2 separate regions of the Mus musculus genome follow, and region 2 is linked to region 1. A link is a contact called in public Micro-C data. All regions are on one chromosome and are shown on one strand. Each heading gives the region's core, a stretch centred on a gene start, on an enhancer-like site or on the middle of the called end of the contact. The rest is flanking DNA. Distances are from core to core; before and after follow the strand shown. Region 1 holds the start of Pfas (phosphoribosylformylglycinamidine synthase (FGAR amidotransferase)). Region 2 holds the start of Rilp (Rab interacting lysosomal protein).

Region 1 (7,906 bases), core at 2,363-4,862:
TAGATCAGTAGTGGCTGAGTGTAATAAAAATCTGTCATCTGCTTAAATACTTTCTAAGATGAATGTTTAAAGACACAGCTCTGGAGTCTGCGCTGTTGTCCCTGACTAGTCCCCTCAGATAAGATTTTGCTCTGTTGGACTCTTGTGGCTGCTTGGGTTGCTTTGGAAGGATGCTTGGACACCAACGTGACCATGGTGGTCCTCTGACCTCAACCATCCAACCTCTAGAACTATGAGAAGTCCTGTTGTTAATGAGTGGCACCGTCTATGGGACTTTGTCACAGCAGTTGTCTGAGGCACCTGGAGGATGAGAATGGACTAGACCTGGCTGCTGACAGCGAGTAACAGACTGTGCGTCACTGCTTTCAAAATATGGAAAGCCCGATAAAATCCGTATTTCTGACCCCTTGTTTCACAGCAGGAACATGCCTTTGCTCACCAAACTCTGGGATGTTCTCCCTGCCCAGTGCTCATGACACCTCCCTTCTAGAGAGCTCCCACAGAGCTCAGGGCTTCTAATCTGCACCATCCGTTCAACTATCAGCCCACACTCGGGCTCACAGATGTACACTGCCTCTTCCAGGGGAGGCAGGAGGGAAAGAAATTTTACTTCACTTTTCCTCTCGTATGACTCAAACTCGACTCATTCAAAACTGAATGCTGCTGAGCATGCTGGCACACCCTTTTAATCCCAGCACTCTGGAGGCAGAGGCAGGAGGATCTCTGTGAATTCAAGGCAAGCCTGGTCAATTCAGTGAGCTCCAGACCAGCCAAGGCTACACAGTATGTACACACACACACACACACACACACACACACACACACACACACACAAATTACTCCACAGGCCAGTGGGATGGTTCAGCAGGTAGACACTTGCCACCAAACTTAGTGATCTGAGTTTGATTCCCAGAACCCACTTAATGGAAAGAAGAAAGCTAACTTTCACAGATTGTTCTCTGTCTTCAAGTGTTTGGGAAGCTCAGATACAGGCGAATACTTAGTGTGCTAAGGTGATGGGCCTGATAAAAAACTTTTAAAACAAAACTGAATTCTTTTGGTATCCCATCCAAGACCAGTATTGTGCAGCTGTCAATCCAGAGGCTACTTAACTGTTCTTATAAGCCCTCTCAGCAGCACGAGATTCAATTAATTTTCTACGTCTTCACCCTCCTCTCGTGGCTCTAAGCACACCATCATCCTCCTGAAGGTCTTTCCCTGGCTGATCCCGAGTCATCCGAGCTTACCCAGCTTCTAACTGTTAGGTATCCAGGGTTCTGTCCTTATTTCTCTCCCTTTGTAGTAAGTGGTTTCAGCTAGTCCTGTGCTTTAAAGTCTACGTAGTAAAACCAACCAATGAAATCGCCACATTCATCTGTTAATTTAAAATAATTTGATAGCATTCAAACTAATGTTTGCCAAAAATATTCTATAACTTTTCCCAACAGTGAATCTCTAAAACTCCAGATTGGTATATTTAAATACCATCCCACCTACATATAAGGGTGTCATAAATATAGCCAACAAGGGCTGAATATTTAACGCAAAATATTTGTCCAGTATCCATGAAGCCCCGGGCTGGTTTGATTCCCAGGACCATATAAACTGGGCAAAGTGGCACATATGCCTGTAATCCCAGAACATGGAACGTGGAGGCAGGGGGATCCTAAGCTCAATGCCATTCCCAGCTACACAGTGAGTTTGAGACCAGCCAAGACTTATTATTTTTTTTAAAGATGTATTTATATATTTTTTATGTGAGTACACTGTAGCTGTCTTCAGACACCCCAGAAGAAGGTATCTGATCTCATTACAGATGGCTGTGAGCCACCATGTGGTTGCTGGGAATTGAACTCAGGACTTCTGGAAGAGCAGTCAGTGCTCTTAACCACTGAACCATCTCTCCAGCCCCCACAGCCTAGACTTATTGAGAGACTTCTCTTTCTTCTTCCCTTTTTGTTCTTTTGAGAGGAAGAGTTCATGGGAAGGGAGCTGGAAGGTAGGCAGTAACTGTAGTATGGCTGGTGCCCCCAGTCAGGCAGATTGGCTATGCCTCTGCTCTTCTCTATTATAGGGAACACTACTCCATCCAAACAGTTGCAACTGTTTGCACAGGCATAGGATTCAGTGACAAAGCACTTGCCTAGCACGTGCAAGGCCTGACGTTCAATCCACAGAACTAGAAAAAGTAAGACTGACGCCAACCTTAACTACTCTTTTCCCTCAATCTCTCCATATAATCACTCTCCATATAACAACTCTACTTCCACACATACATTAAATCTCTTGCCTTTTCAGGTCTATCACCTCCTGAGTCCACGGCACCACTATCATTCATTTGGACTGATCAGCGTATTGTTTTCTCTGTTGCTGTTGTTTTATGAGGAAAAGGTCAGGTTATCATATAGCCCAGGCTGGTCTGGAAATCAGTCTTCTTGCCACTGCCTTCTAATGTGGAGCCTACCTAGGGGCATGCATCACCACACCCAATTGCACCGAATTCTTCAATGGTCTGATTCCACTACTGCACAACCACATCCTATTTGCCACAGACAGTGAAAAGACCATGACTTCTACACTGGTGAGGTGGCTTAATGAATAAACACTTGCCTCTGCTAGGCATGGTGGTACGGGCTCTGAATCCCAGCAAAGGAAGGTGAATCTCAGGATTTCAGGATTTACATAGAGTTGCAAGTCAATCAGGGCTGTAAAATGAGACCGTTTCAAAAAAACAAAATCAACCAACCAACCACACGAGTTGTTAAATGAACAGACCCTTTATTCCCATCACACCTCAGTTCCCTGCCTCCATACAGTCCTCCTTTAAAAAAAAAAAAAAAGCAAAGGTGGCACATGCCTTTAATCCCAGGAGGCAGAGGCAGGTGAATCTCTCTGAGTTAAAGGCTGGCCAGGACATCCAGGGTTACACAGAGAAACACCCAGGGTCTCATTTAGCTCAGGCTGACCTCTAAATAGCTATATAACTGAGGGTAATTTCTAGTCCTTCTACTCCCAAAACCTCGAGTGCTGTAATTTCTCGTGTTCTTCACAACACCTGATTTATGAGGTTGTAAGACTCGAACCCAGGACCCTGAGCTACATCTGCAGCCCTCTGCAGTTATTTCGTCTATCATTCCCAGCGAAATGTAAGTTTCAGAAATATCGGAACCGGGTTTTATTTCGGCACTGTATTCCCAACGACTAGTATGGTGCCTGATACAAAGCAGGTGGTCTTCACATTTTTCTGATGAATGAATGGTTGGATGAATGAATGAATGAATGAATGGATGGATGAATGAGACCATGAGATGAGGCTATTTCAGGGATGGATGAATGAGACCATGAGATGAGGCTATTTCAGTCTGGTCGTCCACCTACACCGAGTGCCTGCAGAACACGCGCTCCAACAGATGCTCTACCCAAGGCATGTGGATCCAGATGGACCCAACCCGCCCTAATGGGGAAAACGACGCGGCCTGGATTCGGTTTGAATGTGTGAGCAATGGAACCGCATCAGGAAGCGAACTCAGGGAAGGACGCGTAGGTTGTACTCACCTGAAGCCCGCCAGTTTGCGCCAGAGACCCACGAGTCCTTGGCGCGCGCTCGTTGTACGTCATCAGAGAGCGCCACCGCCGGAGAAGCGATTCGCGCGGGCCGGCTGTGGGCGGTGCCAAGGCTCCCCGCGGTGGGTTGGGGCTGTTTGAGTGACAAACCTGAATCTCTTTTAGAAGTCCAAGCCTGTAATCCCAGCACTGGGAGGCCAGAGCAGACAGGAGTATCTTTGAATTCTAGACTAGTCTGGTCCACATAGCAAGTTCGAGGCCAGCCAAGGATGTACAGAGAAACCCTCTGTCAAAAAGACAAAACAGGGGCTGGTGAGGGCTCAGCAGGTAAGAGCACTGACTGCTCTTCCAAAGGTCCTGAGTTCAAGCAACCACATGGTGGCTCACAACCATCCGCAATGAGATCTGATGCCCTCTTCTGGTGTGTCTGAAGACAGCTACAGTGTACTTACATATAACAATAAATAAATCTTAAAAAAAAAAAAAAGACAAAACAAAATTCAAAAAAGAGAAGACGCCTCGAATTTGAAATATCACTTGAGAAAATGTTATTTTATTGATCACTGAAAGTGCCTTACGGCTGGAGGTGACTCTTAACTTGTTGTCAAGTTGACACACAAAACCATCCAGTACACTAGCCTAAATTACATTTAAAAAGTTAACGTGTAAAACTGTTTTGGCTCTCTGTATTTTTCTCCCTTCTGCCTTCTTTGTTTATGCAAGATAAATTGGTTTTCCAAGGTCATTTAATTTAGAACTTCTGTTACTTTGACCTTAATAGAATGTAACAGTCTGAGATTCTCAGACTAATGTAAAATCTAGGCAAAGTACCCCAAAACCCTTTTTAAAACAAAACAAACAAAAGAAAGAAAATTCTTTGTGTAGCTTTGGCTGCCCCAGAACTAGCCCTGTAGACCAGGATGGCCTCCAACTCACCGAGACTCAAGACTGGGATTACAGGCCTGGGCAACCACTGCCCCCTTCACAAAACAGCCTTTTAAAAGACCCTATGCAATACAATACAGCCAGCCTAAGACCTGCAACAGCAAGAAACAAGAGACAATGTTTAAATAGATTTTGGAAATGAAATTTAGGTTCCTTTTATTTATTCAAGATTTATTTATTTTATGTGAGTACAGTGTTGTTCTCTTCAGACACACCAGAAGAGAGCATCAAATCTCATAACAGACGATTGTGAGCCACCATGTGAGTGCTGGGAATTGAACTCAGGACCTCTGGAAGAGCAGTCAGTGCTCTTAACAGCTGAGCCATCTCTCCAGCAGCTCCTTTCTTTATTAAGCTGGTAAATTTATTTATATTGCTCTGTCTTCTGAAAGTAAAGACTTCATCTCTATATACATAGAAAGGCTATGAGACTATATGTGGCATATATGGATATGAGAGTATGTGTGCATATACATATATGTATTTTAAAGATTTACTTATTTATTTATTATATGTTAGTACACTGTAGGTGTCTGCACACACTCCAGAAGAGGGTGTCAGATCTCATTACCCGTGGTTGTGAGCCACCTTGTACTTGCTGGGATTTGAACTCAGGACCTTCGGGATAGTAGTCAGTGCTCTGAATCACTGAGCCATCTCTCCAGCTCTATTTTTTATTTATTATTATTATTTAGTTATTTATTATTATTTTATGTATTATTATTTTATTATTTATTTTATTATTATTTAGTTATTTATTATTATTTTATGTATTATTATTTTATTATTTATTTTATTATTATTTATTTACTTCATATATTCAGACAGATCTCATTTCAGGTGATTGTGAGCCACCATGTGGTTGCTGGGATTTGAACTCAGGACCTCTGGAAGAGCAGTCAGTGCTCCGAACTGCTGAGCCACCTCTCCAGCCCCTATTATTATTTTTTTTCAAGACAGGTTTTCTCTGTGTAGCCGTGGCTGCCTGGCTTTTTTTTTTTTTTTTTTAATTAGGAAGAATTTTTATGTGATAAAATGTTGCCAAAGCATGGTGCTTCACTCCTGTAATCACACTTGGGAAGTAGAGGCATGAGGATCAGAAATTCAAGGTCATTTTTGGCTACATAGCATAAGGTAAACCTGGACTACATGAAGCCCCACTCTAAAACAAGAAACAAAATGAATAAAATTTTAAAAACAGGGTGGGGGGAGGGGGAGGTTTTGTCCCAAGGTAAAATGACTAGATTTTACCAAATGGAAAAGGAACTATAACGACAAAATAAAAAATTGTAACCATGCCGGGCAGTGGTGGCGCATGCCTTTAATCCCAGCACTTGGGAGGTAGAGGCAGGCGGATTTCTGAGTTCGAGGCCAGCCTGGTTTACAGAGTGAGTTCCAGGACAATCAGGGCTACGCAGAGAAACCCTGTCTGGAAAAACCAAAAATAAAAAAATAAAAAAATTGTAAACATGTGGAAAGATGGTGCAGGACCATCCACCCATGTGGGAGCTTGTGCACCACACAGGGAGGCAGGCGTTCTCAATTCTCCCAGGTCAGGAGCTGGAGTTACACACACTTGTGAGCCACTGGATGAGGGTGCTGAGAACTGACCTGGGTTTTCTGTTGTGCTCTTAACTGTTCAGGTATTTCTCCAATACCAAAATGAAATCTTAAAAAACAAAGGGAAACAAGCACAAGAGCCGGCTCTGGTTCACTATTGGCTCACTCCGAGATTCTTTTGAGTTAAAGCACGGGACCAGTCTTATCTGAGTGAAGGTCCTTAAAGGGTAAAGGAACTCTGAATGATGCTTCAGACAGCAGCTTGGAGCTTTGTTTCTATGCATGCCGCTTCTGACCTGTTCCACCAACGTTAAAGAAACCCGACATTTAAACCATACTAACAGGATGGTAGGAGAAGACCCAGTCCAAACCCATCGTTTCTATCTACGAATTCTCAAAGGTAAATCCCAGGCTCTAGGGCACATGATCATTGATGAAACCGTTAGCTTAGCTGTAACCCCTTTGTTTCATGCCTGCCAGCCATCCCATATTGCTGACATAAAAACAGCTTGACTATAGACATAGAAAAATAGTTTGGCTCAGAGCAAGATCAAGTTGGTCATATATTCTGAGGCTTATTATTATTATTAAAAGATTTATTTATTTAATGTATATGAGTACATTGTTGCTCTCTTCAGACACACCAGAAGAGGGCATCAGATGCCATTACAGATGGTTGTGAGCCACCAAGTAGGTTGAACTCGGAACCTCTGGAAGAGCAGCTAAGTGCTCTTAACCGCTGAGCCATCTCTCTAGCCAGCCTGCTGCTGCTGCTGCTGCTAGTAGTAGTAGTAGTAGTAGTAAGTAGTAGTAGTTGCTGCTAGTAGTAGTAGTAGAAGTAGTAAGTAGTAGTAGTTGCTGCTGCTAGTAGTAGTAGTAGAAGTAGTAAGTAGTAGTAGTTGCTGCTGCTAGTAGTAGTAGTAGTAGTAGTAGTAGTAGTAGTAGAAGTAGTAGAAGTAGTAAGTAGTAGTAGTAGTTGTTGTTGTTGTTCCCCAACTGTAGCCTTCACTCAGGATCCATCAAAACAGAGGTCAGCCTGAACTGTTGTGTCTAAATGAGTTTAAAAAAAACAAAACAAAACAAAAAAAAAACCTTGGAGAAAGGCATGCCACCCTGCAGTCCTCCCTGCACCTGCTTATGAGCTCGTTGTGTTTTATTTTCGCATATAAGTTGTGTTGCGTGTAATTTTATAAAACACGCTATTGCCTTCCCGAGGGCTCTGCCAGCGCTCCTGGCTTAGTGCCTTCCTCGGCATCGTGATCATTCCCGCTAGCCCCTCGAAGCTTAGCTTCACCAAGCTGTCAGGTGGCTTCCCTCTTTCTCTGTCCAGCTTTTCTCCAAGGAAGAAAAACATAGACTGTTTTATTATCTTAAAACTGGCCAGAGAACACAATCGGTGGGCAAAGAATCTCCTGCCCTAACCTTATCTGCTAGCTTATATCAGCTATCCGCCAGTGGCAGAGGCTGCCAGTTATCGCCTCTACAAGACCTTACAAGGTTGTTGTGTCCTTCTTGTTCCGAAGTCTGGCCAGAAGCTCCATCTCTCTCCGGTCGGCTCCTCCTCCTGGGAACCGGAAGTCCCACCTTTACCCTTCGCCCAGCAATTGGCTTCTGCCTTCTTTATTGACCAAATCAAGAACCAATTAGGGAACCAGATTTATGTTATCAGCTCCTCCTCCGAAGCTGCTCTGAAACATTGTCAAGGTTGTAGCTGAGTTTGATCAATCTATCTTGGTCTGTGCTTTCAATAAACCAGCTCTATTTAACTGAGATCGGGGTCTGAGTGGTTTCTGCAGCAGTTCTCAGACCCTAAAAGTCATAGGCAGGATAAATGAAG
Region 2 (7,906 bases), core at 2,633-5,132, 6.5 Mb after region 1:
TGAGGATTATCTTGGCAGAGTATACCCACTGTCTCCCCAAGTCTACTTTGTCATCAGGACAAAAGGGACTTGTGGGAAGGAAGAGCTCCTTCTCTTTTAACTCTCAGTGTCCCCACAGCGTGAATGTGGCGTCACTGACACAGTCAGAAATTCGAGACATCATCCTGGGAATGGAGATCTCGGCGCCATCGCAGCAGCGGCAGCAGATAGCTGAGATTGAAAAGCAGACCAAGGAACAGTCCCAGCTCACTGCTACACAGACTCGAACTGTCAACAAGCACGGTGACGAGATTATCACTTCAACCACTAGCAACTATGAGACCCAGACCTTCTCATCAAAGACTGAATGGAGAGTCAGGTACCGTGGAGGCATGAAGGTGGGATGGGCAGGCCTGTTGATGTTGCTGCATGGGCTTGCGCTGAGATGCTGGCATTCCCTGTCTGTCCTTTAGGGCCATCTCTGCTGCCAACCTGCATCTGCGGACCAATCATATTTATGTTTCATCTGATGACATTAAGGAGACTGGTTATACGTACATTCTTCCGAAAAACGTGCTTAAGAAGTTCATCTGCATATCTGATCTTCGTGCCCAAGTGAGTAGCTATGGCACACACCTGGACCACAGTGTGAGCCCACTTAGTCTGCGTCTGAAATTCACTTGAGAGTTCCAGAACCTTTGAGGTGCTTCTTTCTTTCTTTTTCTTTTTCTTTTTCTTTTTTCTTTCTTTTTTTTTTTTTTTTTGTTTTTTGTTTTTTTTTTTTTTTTTTTTGAGACAGGGTTTCTCTGTATAGCCCTGGCTGTCTTGGAACTCACTCTGTAGACCAGGCTGGTCTTGAACTCAGAGATCTGCCTGCCTCTGCCTCCCAAGTGCTGGGATTAAAAGCATGCGCCACCACGCCCGGTTTTTTTTTGAGGTGCTTATTTCAAAATTTATGGATGAATGAATAACTTTAAAAAGACAGCACAAAGGGGTATCAAAACATTTTGTAAAACTAGGACCTGATGCCCTCTTCTGCTGTGTCTGAAGACAGTGACAGTATACCCACATACATAAAGGAAATTAATATATATTTTTTTAAAGAAAAGTTCTTTTATAACAGAGTTCTATGTGAGTTCGAGGCCAACTTGGTCTACATAGTGAGTTCCAAGACAGCCAGAGCTACATAGCGAGACCCTGTTTCAGAGAGAGAGAGAGAGAGACAGAGAGAGAGAGACAGAGAGACAGATGGCTCAGTGGTTAAGAGCACTGACTGCCCTTCCAGAGGTGCTGAGTTCAAATCCCAGCAACCACATGGTGGCTCACAACCATCTGCAGTGAGATCTGACACCCTCTTCTGGAGTGTCTGAAGATAGCTACAGTGTACTTACATATAATAAATAAATAAATCTTTAAAAAAAAAAAAAAGGCTACAGATATAGAGAAAGCTCAACCACAGAATGCTTACCCGGGATGCATTACCTATGCACACCTGGGTTTGGTTTCTTGAGAAGAAAAAAACCCTGAGGCCGCTGAGGTGGCTCAGTGGGTGAAGCACTTCTCACAGGAGCCGGACAAGCTGAGTTTGATGCTCCAGAACCCCTGTATAGGTGAAAGGAGAGCCTGTCCCATAGAATTTTCCTCTGACCTTCACATACACTCAGTGCCATACAGAATAATAATACATTAAAAACATTTTTGTTTTTGAGACAGGGTTTCTCTGTGTAGCCCTGGCTGTCCTGGAACTCGCTTTGTAGACCAGGCGGGTCTCGAACTCAGAAATCCACCTGCCTCTGCCTCCCAAGTGCTGGGATTAAAGGTGTGTGACACCACGCCCGGCTAAAAATATTTTTGTATGTAGGAGTTTTTTCTGTACACCATATTCAGGCAGTACCTGTAGAGAGCAAAAGAAGGTCCTAAAACTGGAGTTGCAGACAGTTGTAGGCCACCATGTGGCAGGTCCTCTGGAAGAGCAACCAGTACTCTTAACCAGTGAGCCATCTCTCCAGCCCCAACAATAAAATTTTAAAAACTTCTGGCATTCTGGGTTGGTACTAAGAATACCTTCTGATCTCATCTCTAGATTGCAGGATACCTGTATGGGGTGAGCCCTCCAGATAACCCTCAGGTGAAGGAGATCCGTTGTATTGTGATGGTGCCGCAGTGGGGCACGCACCAGACTGTGCACCTGCCCAGCCAGCTGCCCCAGCATGAGTACCTCAAGGTTAGTGGTGGTGGAGCCTGGGAGTGCACTCACTGTCGTGCTACCCTAATGGGGGACATTTGTCTGCAGATGGGTTGAACATCTCTTTATTGCTGTTTGCCTACAGGAGATGGAACCCTTAGGTTGGATCCACACTCAGCCCAATGAATCCCCCCAGCTATCACCCCAAGATGTCACCACTCATGCCAAAATCATGGCTGACAACCCATCTTGGGATGGGGAGAAGACTATTATCATCACGTGCAGGTTGGTGTGGGCCTCTTGGGTGGAAATATTATAGAGCAGGCATTGCAGGCCAGGACCTGGATTGGTGGCTTGAGCGCTTACCCTGTCCCTGTCCCCCCCACCCCAGCTTCACACCAGGCTCCTGCACACTGACAGCCTACAAGCTGACACCCAGTGGGTATGAGTGGGGCCGGCAGAACACAGACAAAGGCAACAACCCCAAAGGCTACCTACCCTCGCACTACGAGAGGGTTCAGATGCTCCTGTCTGACCGATTCCTCGGCTTCTTCATGGTCCCCGCCCAGTCCTCCTGGAACTACAACTTTATGGGTACGTGGTTGTGTGTGCCTAGGAAGTGTGGGGTAGAGACAGGTGACCAGCATGCTTGGTCATCTTGTCATCTTGAGGTCTGGCTGCCTTGGAAACGGTCCAGGGGCCCAGGCTGGGTGAGGCAGGCAGAACCTTATTAACTTCTGATGTTTCCCCTCCCATTAGGTGTTCGACATGATCCCAACATGAAATACGAGCTGCAGCTGGCAAACCCCAAGGAATTCTACCATGAGGTCCACAGGCCCTCCCACTTCCTCAACTTCGCCCTTCTGCAGGAGGGTGAGGTCTACTCTGCAGACAGAGAGGACCTCTATGCCTAGTTACTTCCTTCTGCTTCAGATCCCCAAAGCCTGGAGCCTCTTGAACGCCCTCCCCAGACAAGCTGCTGACATTCAGCAGTCAGCCCCTTTGCGTTCTGTGCTTGTGTTGTTGATAGATTGTAATCCTGAACAAAATGTAATAAATTTTATAAATAGTGCTTTTGTTTTCTTGCTGTTATGAGGTCAAATTCTGGGCATAGGCGTTTGAGGATTGGGGACTAGCTTGGGCAGTTGACAGCAAGGTACTGGGCCCTGCCTTCAGAGCCTTGAGGCCTTCTCCGCTGGAGGCTTAGAGGCTCCCTAGACTCAGGGAGCTGAGTTGGGGCTGGCTTATTACTTTGAGCATATTTGCTGGTTTCTCTGTAAAAGTACTTGGAGTCTACCTATTTTCAACATCACTTCTTGGACTGTGTGGTCCTCCTATAGCTGTAGTGCCCGGTCTCGTTCATTTTTGTAAACTGTGTGGTTCCTAGTGGGGGAACATACTTAAGTGACTGTCCCTGCAGTCCAGTAGAGGCTGTTTGCTGACCTTCAGTCTTTCACCTCTTGGCAGCCAAGTCCAGGGGTGGAGCCCGGGTCAGGCGCTATGGGGAGGGCTTGCCTGAAGTGACCACTTACAGCTCTAGTCCTCAACTCTTGGATACCTGCCTGGAAGTTGGCCGACCTGTATCCAGTGACCTTGTAGGGCACAGGGAGCCCAGAGCACTCTCCCACTCCAGGGCCTTTTTCCCTATTTGTTCCTCCCGGGTTGCTTCTACCCCGCCCCTTATGGCCCTAAACTTCCTGGGCCGGAACTGTTAAGCTTTTTCCTGCACCAGTTAAGGGTGTGGGTGGCTTTTGACCTTAAGAGAGGAAAAAATGGAGCCCAGGAGGGCAGCGCCCAGGCTACCCAGTCAGGCCTCTTCTTCAGTGGGCGCAGGGTCAGCCGCCGAGCTCGTGTACCATCTAGCGGGGGCTCTGGGCACTGAGCTACAGGGGCTGGCACGCCGCTTCGGACCCGACGCGGCGGCTGGGCTGGTGCCACTAGTCGTGCGGGCGCTGGAGCTCTTGGAAAAGGCCGCCGTGGGGCCGGCTCCGGACTCGGTGAGTCACCGGCTCCTCCTTTTACCCCTGAGAGCCGGCAGGCCTAACCCTGAGACCCCTGGCTCCCCCAGCTGCAGGTGTCCGCACAGCAGGCAGAAGTGGAGCTGCGGCGGCTGCGCGAGGAGAACCAACGCCTCCGCCAGGAGCTAGGCTCCGGGCCGCAGGGTGAGTGAGGGTCCCACCGGAGCAGAGCGAGCTGGGGGCAGCCGGGGCCTGCGTACCCCAGAGATCGGTAGTGCTAAAGACACCCCTTCCTCAGAGGAGCGCGCGCTGCTCCGACAGCTCAAGGAGGTGACAGACAGACAGCGGGATGAGCTTCGGGCACACAACCGAGATCTGCAGCGCCGAAGCCAAGAGACCGAAGCGGTGAGGGCGGGGCCAGGCGGAGTGGGGTGGGGCCGCTACGGCCCTCGGAGCCCCGCCCCTAGCTCTCTCGCTCCACCCCCTAGCTGCAGGAACAGCTACAGCGCCTCCTGCTGATCAACTCTGAGCTGCGGCACAAGCTGGCTGCAGTGCAGACCCAGTTGAGGGCCGCCCAGGACCGGGAGAGGGAGCGCCAGATAGCTCAGGATGGCTCCAGCCAGCTGGCTAAAGAACAGAGCTTGGAACCTGATGCGGCAACCTCAGATGACCCGGTAAGAGACGGAGCGAAGTCAAAATACATCCCAGAGCTCACAGCATTCAGCAGTTGATGACCCAGCCTGGGTTTACCTGGCATGGATGTACCATGCAGTATAGAAGGTACCCAGGAAGTTGGAAGGTAGCAACAGCAGTTGTGTGCTATGTACACCTATGTAGCAGCAACTTTGTCCTCTAAGTTTTCCCAGCAGACACTTCCCATAATATTATTGTGAGCGCTGGGACTTAGGGAAGAGCTAAGACAGACTGCTCTCTGACCATTCCTGACCTTGTACAGGTGGATACTCAGAAGCAGCCAGGGAACCTTCCAGAAGCTGTCCAGTGTGGATTCAGCAGGGAAGAGCTTAAGCAAATCCTTCAGGAGCGGAATGAGCTCAAAGCCAACGTGTTCTTGCTCAAGGAGGAGTTGGCGTACTTCCAGCGGTGAGGGACTGGAAGCCAGGATGCCTGTTCCTGGTCACCCCACCTTATTTTTTGGATCGTTTATAGATCAGCAGTGACAATTGCCAGGGTCCTGCTCAGGCACTGGGAAGAAGTAACTTCCACAGTCCTTGCCCTTCTGGAACCTCACTCAAACAGGGCAGCACCAGGGGTCACCAAACTGAAGCAGCAAGCCTTATCCTTAGGAGGGGCCATCTAAGCTCATTTCAGAGGTGTTGGCGGTATAGAGCTTTCACGGGTTTCCAGGGGAAACAGTGAGCAGAGCTCAGGTACTTGATTGACACCTCCTGTTGGCCTTCCCACTTTCTTCCCTTCCTGCTTCTCTAGAGAGCTGCTCACAGATCACCGTGTTCCTGGGCTTCTGCTTGAAGCCATGAAGGTGGCAGTCAAGAAACAGAGGAGGAAGATCAAGGCCAAGATGTTAGGGACACCTGAAGAAGCAGAGAGCAGGTAAGATCCTGCCTCTGTGCTCACCAAACGAACCCCTTGGCCTGCTGCAGTTCTGCTGTGCCCAGTGATACAACTTAGCTGTGCCTGGCACCTCACTCAGCCTGCTCTCCAGCTGCCGTCCTTTCCTCTGGAATCCACTGCTCCCGCTTGCCCCGGCTGCTATGCCTCCTGCTGAAGAAACTGTCCATGCTACTTCTCCAGACTCATGTTTCCTTCCTTGGCTGGATCTCTTTACTAAAGGAAGCTATGCAGTCTTGTGAGGGGCTGTTGTCTGCCTGGTTATAAAGAGTCCCTGATCCCCTCACTGTCCCCTCTCCAGCCCTGAGGCCTCTGTAGTCACTCCATCCTCCCCTGATGTTCCTGAAAGTCCTTCAGGAGGTTCCACACAAGCTGGACTCATAGTATCCCTTAGGCCCTGATATACAGCCCTTTCATTTCTTTATCCTAGTGAGGATGAGGATGGCTCGTGGCTCCTGCTCTCCAACGACAAGGAAGATGTTCCCCTAGTTCCTGAGTCCAGAATCCAGAATTTGTATGTTGGAGGAGGGGAGGGAGGAAGGTGAAGGAGGGGCCTGCCTGGATCTTCTCCACTCTTTCTTTCCACTCCACTGCCTTTCACGCTGTTCTAAGATCTGTCTTCCCACCTGCTTCTCTGTCCTCTGTGCCTTCATTTCCCTGTGACCTATGCTGTCCTCTTTCCTCCAGAACCCCCTTTTCACCTTTCTGGACCCTCGGCCTGCATCCTTGACATCTCTGCCTCCCCGGCTCAATGCACCTCTCTTGGCTTCCCTTCCAGCTTTGGCTTATGGTATCGGGGTGAAACTGAGGCCCCTGAAGCCGAGACCAGCAACCCAGCTTCCAGCAGCCTACAGAAAGGAGAAGAGACCCCACAGCAACCCCACCTGCAGCCTGTGAACAGCCCTCCAGCCCCCAACTCCTGACTAGTCCCCTGCTTTCAATGAACATCTTGGTCTGAGGGCTTCAGCTATGCAGGAGGCTTAACTCTGGATTCCAGCTAACTGTGTGTGGATGTGTGACCTCAAATGAGGATGTGGCTCCCCACTTAAACCTCGCCTGTACTAGCTATGGTGGAACGTCAGCCTGTCTCCCATTCTTGACATCTCTGTACCACACTTTACAGACATAAAGGGATCTCTGAGCTCTGCTTTTCCCCATTGTGAGACAGAGGACTGCCTGCCTGCCTGCCTGCCTCGCTGGGGCTTGTGCAGGTGACCAGTGCAATAAATAACCATAATACCCCTAAAATGTTCTCAGTCTGTCTGTCTGTCTGTCGGTGGTCCATGTTAGGTCCCAGCCCTGCCAGGAACAATGGTGATGTTTCTTTAGAAGGTCTCCTCTGCTCCTCACTGAGGATAAGGAACGTCTCCTTATTTGGGGGGTATGGCTCCTACCCCCACCCTATTCCTTTGCCTATCTCTAGTGTTTCAGGGACCTGTGGCTTCAATCTTTTGGCCCTCTCCTGCCTAAATCCACTCAGTTTTCACCATCAGCCCTATTTTCCCTTTCGTTTCTATGTGCTAAGCTGCCTGCCCTCTCGGGGAGGTGCCTCGTAGCAGCCCGCCCCTCTATCCTGGCTTCCTCAGGAAAAGCCTTGGGAGGAAGCAGGGAGGGGGTTGGGAGCTGTGGGGACCAGATCAAACCAGGCCCTCCTACCATGCTGGCCGCCATGGGACTAGAGCTGGTGTTCTCACTGTTGCTGCTCTGGACTCAGGGGACCCAGGGATCCACGCTAGACCCTGCTGGTCAGCACGTCTGTAAAGGCAGCAGGTGGGTCTTCTGGGAGTCCGGCTGGTATGGTGGCTGACTAGTGTTGGGTATTTTGGAAAATAAAGAGGTGGGTGGGAGGGTCATGGGCCTCAAGAAAGGGACTTTGAGAGGCAGCCTGGCAGATGATAGATGGTCACGCAGATGGTGGGAAGGTCAGGGAAGGGAAAAAGGAGGGTTGGGGACATGGATACTGTGACTCATGGCCTGTGACACCGGGCTAGATTTCCTAAGTGGAGCTGGGGAAGACTCCCACATCTCAGCCAGCATCAGTGACCCACGCTATGGGGCTCTGCTGCCCCATTTCTACCCCACAGCCCCTCTGAGCTCCAGTGTTGTCCCGGCTGGAGGCAGAAAGATCAAGAATGCACCATCCGTGAGTAGCCAGGACAGTCCCCTTAGCCAAGGAAAAGGAAGGATGTGACCCAAT

What was found. Hi-C and Micro-C count contacts between places; a contact is called where the count stands out from the background.
Region 2: a contact with region 1 is called in a Micro-C map of embryonic stem cells, with 10 times the contacts expected there. The contact joins the promoter of Rilp here to the promoter of Pfas in region 1. A contact is called at or near these places in 3 of 484 Hi-C or Micro-C datasets (all in embryonic stem cells).

The regions. Positions count from the first base shown.
Region 1 is chr11:69,004,848-69,012,753 of GRCm38.p6, forward strand. It overlaps Pfas (phosphoribosylformylglycinamidine synthase (FGAR amidotransferase)), which reads right to left and starts at 3,613. Exons shown (of 28, transcript NM_001159519.1): 1 at 3,556-3,613.
Region 2 is chr11:75,506,212-75,514,117 of GRCm38.p6, forward strand. Rilp (Rab interacting lysosomal protein) reads left to right here and starts at 3,883. Exons shown (of 8, transcript NM_001029938.2): 1 at 3,883-4,161; 2 at 4,233-4,326; 3 at 4,421-4,527; 4 at 4,611-4,796; 5 at 5,078-5,223; 6 at 5,569-5,691; 7 at 6,140-6,223; 8 at 6,488-6,957. The coding sequence starts at 3,937. The coding sequence ends at 6,632. Prpf8 (pre-mRNA processing factor 8) reads left to right here. Exons shown (of 42, transcript NM_138659.2): 37 at 119-358; 38 at 453-594; 39 at 2,063-2,203; 40 at 2,310-2,449; 41 at 2,556-2,758; 42 at 2,924-3,236. The coding sequence ends at 3,078. It overlaps Scarf1 (scavenger receptor class F, member 1), which reads left to right and starts at 7,330. Exons shown (of 11, transcript NM_001004157.2): 1 at 7,330-7,479; 2 at 7,794-7,852. The coding sequence starts at 7,367.